Linked DNA regions of Zea mays: region 1 is linked to region 2. A link is a contact called in public Hi-C data. All regions are on one chromosome and are shown on one strand. Each heading gives the region's core, a stretch centred on a gene start, on an enhancer-like site or on the middle of the called end of the contact. The rest is flanking DNA. Distances are from core to core; before and after follow the strand shown. Region 1 holds the start of LOC100280640 (nucleotide binding protein). Region 2 has its middle 78 kb from the start of LOC103647008.

Region 1 (5,204 bases), core at 480-2,979, 340 kb after region 2:
TGCCGTGCTGCGGGCTCCAGCAGCTTCCCGCTCTCTCACAAAAGTACTGTTGCAGCAGCTGCGGCAACAGTTTTTTATCATACCCAAACAGCGTGTTAAATTAAACAGTAAAAATGAAAACATGCCTGCTGGCAGCGCCACCTTGACTTGGATCTTTGTCTTTATCTTTGTCTCTATTAACAAAATGCTGATATGAAACGGGCTTCTTTCCAGGATCTTGCAGCTGCTGCCTCAGTGACATTGAATAGACTGTAGAACAAATAAAAGAACTTATGCACGATTCTTTAACTAATATAAGCATAAAGCTTTCCTAATTATGAAGCATTTGACATACCATCTCCTGAGAACACCCCAACAAGCAGATCGTGCCCATCCTTGGCCTCTGGGTCAAATGCATGGCAAAGCGGGTTTGAGCTACTGAAGTGGATGGACTTTATTGGATCCTGATGCAATTAGCATGTGAACAGAGAACCACAGGATACCAAAGTTGCAAGCAACTTAACATGCATGCATGCAATAAGAGATAAGGAAATACTTTGTCATGTGAGTTGAGATCACTGATGAAGAGTGTATCTGCAGTATTAAATATGATGTACGCGCCCTTTCCATCATAGTTTGCCATGCCTTGCGATCCACTTGCACTAGTCGACACACCAATTCCTCCACCCATGCGGCTGCTTCCTGAGACAGCCCTGCTGGTACCATTGCTCCCGAAGCTAAGTGCCCGGCTCCCATTCCCAGTGCCGAGAAGTCTTGCAGCTGCAGACCGCATCCCACTACCAGCACTTGGTGTTGAAGGCGTGGAACCCTGGCCTGCTGGCTTCTCCTTCAAATATGCCACTGTCATCTGGCACCATCACAACAAACAATCGATAACTGCATAAAGGATTTGTAATCTACACAACGCAACAGAATCAGAAAGCACAAAGCCCTCAGAACAGTTAAGCAGATATTTGATCTATTCTATTAGAGTGTTAGAATTTGCGAACAGAAAAATGTGTGTCATTTGTATTTGTATTTTTTCCTAGAACGGTAACACGAAATATATGCAGGGACTATCCAAACATTAAACATTACACCAATCTATGCTGCGCCTGATCCAATCCATGAAGCGCCTAGAAACTTCCGAATATCTGCCGCATCGCATCTACGATGACTCATCCAGATACCACACCTGATCAAGCCAAGTCAACACACATCCCAACCCAATTCCCCATCCATCCAGCACAGACCGACCCATCAATAACCCCATAAAGCACATCAAACTGCCTCGCTACCCTAATCCGAACGACGGCGCCCTTGCTACCTGGGAGACGGTCTTGCCGCTGTGGCTGTAGTGCACGACGGCGGGGGAGTGCGTCTTCTCATACTGCAGCTTGTGCCGCCCCTCGGGGGTCTTGAAGTAGGTCTTCAGCCCGCCAGACCCCGCGCCGGCCCCGCCGGCCGACCCCGCCGCCGACGCCATGCTCCCCCACGGGCGATCGCGGACCGCCGCAATGCTCACTCGCCGACCCCGCGCGCGTGCGCAGACAGACGAGGCCGCGTGAGCAGTCACCGGCTCATGCCCCCGCCGGTGACGCGAGGGGTAGGGCCATGGAGGCGAGGGATGAGGTGGTCGGATTGGGGATGAGACGGGGTGGATGCGGGAGAGCCGGAGAGCAGAACGAAGCCTTGGACTCGGTCACTCGGAGGAGCGGAGAAAGAAAAAAAACGAGTTGATTATTTTTTGCGGACTCTTCGTGTGTCCATAGAAAAATTCTATATGAGTAATATGACATCGTGACTATATGAAACGGAAGAAGACCCTTTCGGTAATATGAAGAAACTCTTTCGGCTAGGTCGAGAGAAAATATAAAAAATGAAAAACAAGTAAAAAAATAATGCATGATGACTAATTTGGTGACCAGAGCAACTGAATTTTTTCTATATATCTTTTCAATTCATCGGTCACCAAATCAGTTCTAAAAGTTGATTTTTTTAGTATAAGTGGGTGTTTGGTTTATAGGGACTAAACATTAGTCCCTTCACTTTATTCCATTTTAGTTCATAAATTGTTAAATAGGGAAACTAAGGGCCCGTTTGGCACAGCTCCAGCTCCTGATTCTAAGCGAGGATCTAGAGGAGTCGTGCCAAACAGGTATTTTTTTTAACTGATTCTCGTGTGGAGCCGAAAGATCGGGAGTCGTTTTTGTGAAGAAAGGTGGGATCTAAAAAAACCTGCTCCACCCTCCCTTAAAATAGCTCCTCAACCAACCAAATATGGACCTCCCCTTAAATTTTGATCGAAATTACCCGTAATTGCCATTGGACAAAAACATAACGAGCCAATTTATGGATTAAACATTTGAGACCATTTTATGCACTACTATGATGAGAATATTTTATATGTTATTGTTTCATATTTTTTTTCCGTATATGCATCCTACTTATTGGTTTGTAACAAAGTTAAACTGCAAAGGATAAAACAGACAATCGCCACGGACCACCAACTTTCAGAAGACAAGAATCAGTTTACTTGCCAAACGGTTTTAAAAATGATTCTGATTCTCTAGGAGAAGCAGGAGGATCAACTCCTCACGAGGATCAGGATCTGGAGCTAAAGAAGCTGGAGCTGGAGCTTTGCCAAACGAGCCCTAAAATAGAGTTTTAGTTTCTATATTTAGTAAATTAGGGACTAAAATGGAATAAAATTGAGGGACTAAAAATTAGTCCATAGAAACCAAACACCCCCTAAATATAAAGTTGACTTTCGAAAGAACATGATAAAAGGCTCCGCAATTGATAAATATGTCATCAGCACTCTCAAGTTACTCGTACTAGTATAATGTTTGTACGGTCATATTTGATTGGTGACAATGACAAACCATAGTGAAAAGCCCTTTGTCATAATGTTGATCTCTAGACTAAAAGTTACAACACACCTATCCAAACACATTACAATCCAAAAAAATTGGAATTAGAATTCAAAATAGTCAGCATGTTCGCTTGGCTTTATTTCCTACTGGCTTCTACTGCTTCTATATTGTTTTTATCTATATAGATTGAAGCTGCAACAGTTTGAACAATTAGCTTTAATATGAAGCAAACAGCCTGAGTAAGGGTGTGTTTGGTTTGACTTTTGGCTTTGACTTTTGCCCCCCTAAAAGCCAAAAGCCAACCAAAGAGATGGATCCAGGAAGCAGTTTTTTCTAAAAGCCGACTTTCTCGTAGTGCAAATCTGAAAGCACCTCTGGACCTGCTTTTAGTGGCTTTTCGGATAAACTGTGAAAACATATATCGAAGAATTTTTTACGATTTTTAGTGGTTTCCACCAAACGATTTTTAGCTTTTTAACAGCTTACAACCTACAGCAGCTTTTTTCACAGCTCACCGTCCACAGCAACTTTTTTCACAGCCACAGCCCAACCAAATAGATCCTAAATCTTTGTTATGGCAAAGTTTAATGGGTCACCGCCCAGGCGCCCACCTGCATTCCTCTTTACAACTACAACTATGTCATGACTACACGAGCAAAACAAAGAATATTTTTTTGTCGAACGTTGAACGATATATCAAACATGCATGCCCACGTATGGGCAAGTTCGCGACGTCAATCATAGCTCATCTCGGGATGGCGATGGTGGCACGACATACAGGGTAGGCGGGCGTCCTAGTGAGCCACATGTCGACACAGGTGTTGGGGTCTCCTTCTCTGCCGAAGGTCCTCAGGACGAAGAAATCGTATATAATCAATGGGACTGAGTGCCGAAGGTGCAACAACCATGCATGTTGAAGCTGCAACAAGCACGAGCAAAGCGTCGAACGATTACAACTTCGGCTCAAGGTGGTTACGAAGGTCAAAAGTGATATTAAACCAAAGAGAAAAAGACATGTTAATCCCTGATATTTGTATTAGGATAATGTATGCATACTAGGGTCATAAATGTACTTTTGCTTGGGCTGTGTTCCTTGCTTATAAATAGATGAACAGTACCACATGTACTGTTTACGCTGGATTGGGATTGTGCACTCGCTTTCACCTTGAGCAAGCCAAAGGTACAAATGTAATATACATCATGTATTACTTTGCCAATATATGATACAGATCTTAATGTTATTTAACATTCAATATGATATAAATAATTGTCATGTATTTACATTTGTAAATACATTTTTTGTATTTGTAAATGATGAAGACTTGTTCTTCATAACCTTCGTCCGAGAACCATCATGACCGAATGCATATGATGCTTCGAAGGACGAAGGTCCTTTACATTTAACAATTGGGTTGCCTTGTTTTGTGATTCAGCAATCAAAAACAAGAGACCAACAGCAGGCGACATGGAACACGTGTGCAGGTCGGCATCACGTGCCACCGCTCCATGGTGTGCACGACATCGAGGCACACTACGCACTAAGGGGAGTTGGTGGCGGTCTCGTCGCCGGCGCCGCCACTCGTGGAGGGGAAGGTGAAGCTCGGGAGGCAGCAGATCTCGGCGAGCAATAGCCCCAAGCGGAGAGACGACTACAAAGGGACAGGGTCGAGCGATGGGACACAGTAGTGGTTGTTGTGGTGGTGGTTGAAGGCACGCGTGGCAAGGATGAGAACGAGGAGGAGCAAGGCGAATGCGGTGGCAAATAGGAGAAAGACTGCGAGCGCGAGCGCCATAACGGTCGCTCGCGCGAAGAGCGACAGGAGGCGCAGTCCGCCGCTGGTGCACTCGTGCTTGCATTCTCTTCCCTGTTCTGGGGCGACCTTAGGCACGGTAGTGCCGGCTAGAGTGGGTGAGGCCATTTGGATGAGGCGGTTGTAGTCCTTGGTGTGGCTCGAGCGCTTCATGGCGGATCTGCATCAATCAAGTCCATGGTAGCGACACGAGCACGGGCGTAGGGGGTAGGGTTTGGGGATAAGATGGAAGATGTGATGCAAGATTGAGTCGCAGCAGCTACCTTTCGAGGTGAATGGAAGGATCGTGGTTTGATTACAAAGAAATCTAAGGGGGTTTTAGCAAAATTGTTGACACACGGCGATAGTGGAGACGCTGATACTTTATATAGTAGAGAAATAATTATATCCATATCCTATTATTATTGATAATAATTCTAAGAACTACCATTACTACATATCTAATAGGAATAGTATTATTACAATTGTCCTCAATTATGATATTGTATACATCCATAAAGTATCAATACTTTTGTATGGATAGTTTATTCTAGTTTCT
Region 2 (5,423 bases), core at 1,972-4,471:
GAAGATCACCCCTGCTGCTCTCACTTGTGTATGTGAATGGAAGTGAGGGGAAACGAAGACTGAATATTGGTTGTGGTGTCGACTATGTAAAGTTTCAGTATCTGAAATTGAATTCGGTTCAATTCTTTTTCAGTTACCTAAATTTGAGTTTTTGTGTTTTCACCTCAAGTTGGTGTTCAACTTGAGAACTGTTTGGGGTTAGCTGGTAGCCATTGAAACAAAGATAAAGAGTTATTATAGAGGAACAACTCCTAGTAGGGGGGTATGTCGAGCCCTCATGTGGCATTGAGAGAAAATATAGTCTTGTGATGTTTTATAGTATTTTATTTGCAAACAGCATAAGCATTTATGTTCATGTCATTTCATGTAGAGCTCCCAAAATAAAGAGTGAAGATTCAAGATGAAGTGGTTGCTAAAGAGGAGTCTACTCCAGTGTCTTCTCATCAAGAGGATGGAGCTATCTAATTGATGGTTGGGTAGAGAGATCTAGAACCTCTTCACTCCAACAAAGGCAAGCCCCGGTGCATTTACCCCTTCCTTGTATTTTTAAAAATACTTTTATACACTTAAGTCTAGTGAAATGTGCATTAAGTTTATAGGAATTGCTTGGAAACTATTTGATGCATTGACTACCTTGATATCCATTCCTGTTATAGATACTTCTTTGGAAGTATCAAATATTATTTACAAAAATGCTTAGCCCTGCTTAGATCTTGTGGATAGAGGTTGTCTTTTGCAATAATGCCTAGCTCAGGGGTTATCCTGAGGAAGGATGGCTTCTACCTACAAGAATATTTTCATTGGGAGCATGGTGGGATCTTACTGCAAAGTTCCCTATAATGCTCTTTTCATCCTAAGGATGGAAGTACTTAAATCGAGACTTGGGCTAGGAACAGGTGATGCTCCACCCAGGTTAATTAAGGATTGGATGCGTATGTAGGCCTATATGATCAAGTACTATCTTAATTGCCCACATGCCCTGGATATGGGACAGGGTAAGCTTGAACACGGCTATTCCATACATGAAAAGACAATCCCACACTGGGAGTGGAGAGATGGCGAGAGTGGCACGTACCCTCCTGGCAAAGGACCGCCTAAAAGGGGTGGTGTGCTCTCGGGTGGCACGGACCAGTTCATGTAGTGAAGGATCCGTGGGAATGGTAGACATATGCAAGAGTTACGAGAAACATATGTCGTGTGGTTAGAGATCCTCAGCTGAGTAAATCGATTCAGATCGCCGTTATATCCCCGGACAGTGGAGACTTGATCTCTGACCTGCAACCTAGGTCAGGATGTAAACATTATGAATAAAAATAATGTTGTATTGATGAGATGGTGAAATTAGACTAGATGCAACTAGAGTCTATTAATATTTAATCTGGCGTTAAAATATTGAAAGTAAGGACTCACTTTAGTAAGCTATTTCTGCAAAAGTATCTAAGTTGATTCTTGCTCAAGCCTTTCCTTGATTCCTATTTAACCAGCATATCCTTGAGAGTCTTTTTCCTTAGACGGGTAAGATTTGTGAAAGTACACTCCGTACTCAGGGTTTTTGAACCCATGTTGTTGTAGGTGATGAGGAGTACTCTAAGTGTTCCTGTGGTTGGAGGGCGTTTCCAATTCTGGAGGACTAGCTAGGTTTATGTATAAGCTTTGGAGGGTTTCTACCTCCCTGCTTTTGTAATAAGTTATGCACTTTAAGCATATTAGGACTTGTAATAAATGTAACTCTTCCTATGTAATAACCTTCAGTTTTAGAAATGAAAAGAATGTTTTGTGAAGTCTTCCGCTCTTATCTCCGAAGTGTGTGTGTATCGAATGTGGTTACTGTAATATGCATGTATGGTGGGAGATCCTTGGGGTGATGAGTTCAAGTTGTTGAACTCGTGATAGCCTTGTTAAGTTACCTAGTACACATGCATAGCCATCTGAGGCCATCAAGGCAAGGATTGGTGCATGTGGGCCCGATAACTTGGGAGGGCTGCCACAAAAGAACTATGCATAGTGGAATTTGAAATTATACACTCAATTTAGAAATGAAGTTCAACAAGTTTGAATTCAAACAATAGACATTTGAATTTAAGAAGAAGTCTAAATCAAGAATTTTAAAAGAAAAAGGTAATTAAAGGGAAAACAGCTGTGTGGGCCGCCTTCGGCACCGCAGGCCCAACTAATCGCGGATCCGTGCGGCCTTTCTCACGCACTGGATGGCGGGACCACTCGGTCAGCCTGTGTCGCGTGAATCGCTGGCCGGCTGACTCCCCGGACCCACATGACCGCTCGCCGACTGGTGGCCCCTATTGTCATCTCGCCGCTCGCGCAACGGACTCCGAGTTTGACGTCGACCGCAGCGGAATCGTGTGGTTGGGACTGCGCTCGCTCGATCCTCATGACTACTGGACCCGTGGGACGTTTTCGAGTGCTTCTCCCTCTTTCCCCTAGGTTATAACTGTGGCCGGACACCCCCCGTTACCTAGTCGCCCTCCCGGAGTCTCTCACGGAAGCCGGTGAAGTGCAGACGTGGGGAAGAAGTTCACTGCGTCGCGTCTTGGTCAAAGACCGGGTTTGGGAAGCCATAGCACCTCGAGTGTGTGTCGCGCAAGTTGGTGTCGTGGCTGGGCGTGGTCGGAACCGAGAACCGGAGCTCGGCGTTACCTCGGCTTTGTCCCGCGCGAGGGGGATTGGCTCCAGTACCGCACCACCGCAGGTATGGCCACTTCTGTCGTCTTCGTTGACCAGTCCTTGACGTATGGTGAGCCGCGGGAGAGGGAATTATACATCTGCGGGTTTTGAATTGCTCGTCAGAGCCAATTGACTCTGTGGCACCGAGCCACGCCGTGGGCAGGGTAGTGCCATCACTCAAACATTAAATCGGGGGTCTCGTCTGTTTCGCCTTGCGTCAGGCTGTGTTTTTAGCCACCGGCCGCGGGTGCAGGCGTCGGTGGGTATCGAATCGAGGAACGCTAGTGTGGTCATCGCCATGAACACGGTGGCGCGGTCGTGCTTGAGGTTGGGCATGGGTAGCGCGGCATCCGACCGTCGATCTGAAAGCATGTGGCTACGATTAGAACGAAGATAACCCTTCGATGCTTGTGATCCTAGCCACTGGTGGGTGATCTCGGGGTGGAGATTCAATCATCGCGTCGGCGTATTGTGGGCTGTACAATTTGGATCCAAGGATCCGTATCACGCACCGGTCGACTCAGTTATGTGATCTAATCTCACCCATGAAGATCTGATCGGGCGACTCTAGTGCGCCAGTACCCCTTCGGTGTGGGCGAACTTGTAAAAGAGACCCTGAGAAATTGGCTAATTAACCCGCAGTCTAGCACAAGGAGTTCTCAGTCTTATGATGTTTTACGCAGAGGCCCCTACACTTCCTGAATATAGTAAGCGCAATCCATACATTTAATAAAACAGAGAAATTGGTTTAGAAAATGATTTTTAGTACACAACTAATTGCAAAAACTTGTTTAATTCCTAGAAAATTCATTTTAGCTCCTTTTTAATCCATTCCAGTTCCTATAATTTTGTATTAATATTGTTTATCACTTAATAACATTGTTTTAGCATGAAACCCATATTAAGTTTGATCACTTAATTAATCTTGTACCAAACACATAAAACCTTCGGAAATTCAAAACTCGAAATCCGTAACTCTGAATGTAGTGATTCTTTTTCCTATGATCTCGTTACAACACATAGATTATTATTATGTATTCTGTATTCATGTTTGGTGTGATGTTATTTTATCCCTCGTACCATGTTTGTTTGCATTATGACGAGTAGACGAGCCAGTGGCCGAGGATCCAGGTGTTCAGCAGGTAGAAGTTGCTGAGCAGGAGCTCATTGAAGGCATGTTGTGCCCTTGACCACTTTATTTACCCAATAATGTTCTCTATAATCATTTTATCATGAATAGGCTTAATTTTGATGGGACCCAATAGGCCACCCTAGTCTGGTTATCTTTATACCTTGTTTAACCCTGAATTTTTTGGTAGTCCTTGCTATTGCTATATATGGTTTTGAGTGTTGAGACAACTATTACACATGATCACTCTTTATTACTGTTCTATTTCTATTCATGATAAGACAACTATGTTAATTGGAACATCGATCTTAACTTGAGAAACACGTGCCACCACAAGGGTGGAATGGGACGCCCTTGGCTGACTAACTAGGAAAGCTAGTGGAGGACTACCTTTCCCAAAAGGGGCAAGGGCAGTAGGGGAGTAGGCGTGTAGGGAGGTTCCGGGGTTGATTTTGCTCCGATGGCGGTCAGACGGGGGATTCCTGCATTGCTCTTCCTAGAAACTGTAGCGGGTTTTCTGAAGCTAGTGGAACTTTGTAAAAGCCTTGTAGTGGATCCCTAGCTATTCACCTCGGAAGTGTCTAAGGGTCTAGCTAACACTGGCTAGATGGGATACACGACTTGTGGGTACTGGGTACGACCTCTGCAGAGTGTAAAACTGGTATACTAGCCATGCTCGCGGTAATGAGCCGCTCAATACTCTTGCATGATTAATTTATGGAATTAAATTCAATTTATCATTTGCATCGCATTGGGATTTATTATTAATTCTGATCTACTATTACTCTGGTTTGGTTCTACTTACATTTAGTAACTACTAATAAAATTTGACCAACTTATTAAAAGCAATGCTCAACTTTAACCCTTATTTATTGGTCAGCCTTACTCTTCACATGAACTCCCACCTTTGGTAAGTTCATGCACGTTATTCCCCACAACTTGTTGAGCTATGATCTTTTGTGAGATCACCCTTGCGAGATATAACCCCCCACAGGAGAAGAACATGTGATCTAGGAGGAGCCGTACAATGAGGAGTACGAGTTGATCTAGGTGGCGCCTTCGAGTCAGCTTTGTGGCGCCAAGGAATAATACTTAGTTCGCTTTATTATTATCATTTATTTTGTTAAGACTTCCGCTATGTAATAATGACATTTATGATATTTGTGACATTTATCTCTATACACTTTGTCATTATATGTGATGTTCTTCTTTGGCACACATATGAGATGCACCCGGCTTTATCACTTAAATCCGGGTGTGACAGAAATGGTATCAGAGGAATGTTGACTGTAGGACGAAACCTAGATAGACCTAGACAAAACCCTTACCTACTTACATCACTCTAATTCTTTCTATACTTATCTTGATTCTGTCTCACCTTTTGTTGTTCTACTTTGATTACTCTTATCTTTCTACTCTAGAAAGACAAGAAGGATTTCACACCTTGGAATCCTACATTTATGACCCTCTGAAGAGATAGGAGACCTAAGACAAAATTTAAAATTATTTTCTCTATTTGAAGCAATTGGATGTTTGTTCTGATGGTAAATGCATGATTTGCTTCTTTGACTGAATGAAATAGTATAGCAGGGCATTCTAGCATGTACCACTA

Evidence for each region. Hi-C and Micro-C count contacts between places; a contact is called where the count stands out from the background.
Region 1: a contact with region 2 is called in a Hi-C map of leaf, with 5 times the contacts expected there. The contact joins the promoter of LOC100280640 here to the enhancer-like site in region 2. A contact is called at or near these places in 2 of 25 Hi-C or Micro-C datasets (leaf and tassel).

The regions. Positions count from the first base shown.
Region 1 is chr2:138,782,365-138,787,568 of Zm-B73-REFERENCE-NAM-5.0, forward strand. LOC100280640 (nucleotide binding protein) reads right to left here and starts at 1,730. Exons shown (of 11, transcript NM_001153558.1): 1 at 1,307-1,730; 2 at 536-847; 3 at 335-443; 4 at 126-249. The coding sequence starts at 1,465.
Region 2 is chr2:138,437,675-138,443,097 of Zm-B73-REFERENCE-NAM-5.0, forward strand. No RefSeq gene overlaps it. Among protein-coding and RNA genes, the nearest start is that of LOC103647008, 78 kb to the left of the region's middle. Within about 2 kb of position 3,222, at least 17 of the 20 cell types and tissues checked have an H3K27ac peak or open chromatin away from gene starts, as enhancers often do. A contact at or near this core is called in leaf and tassel, where this site is marked.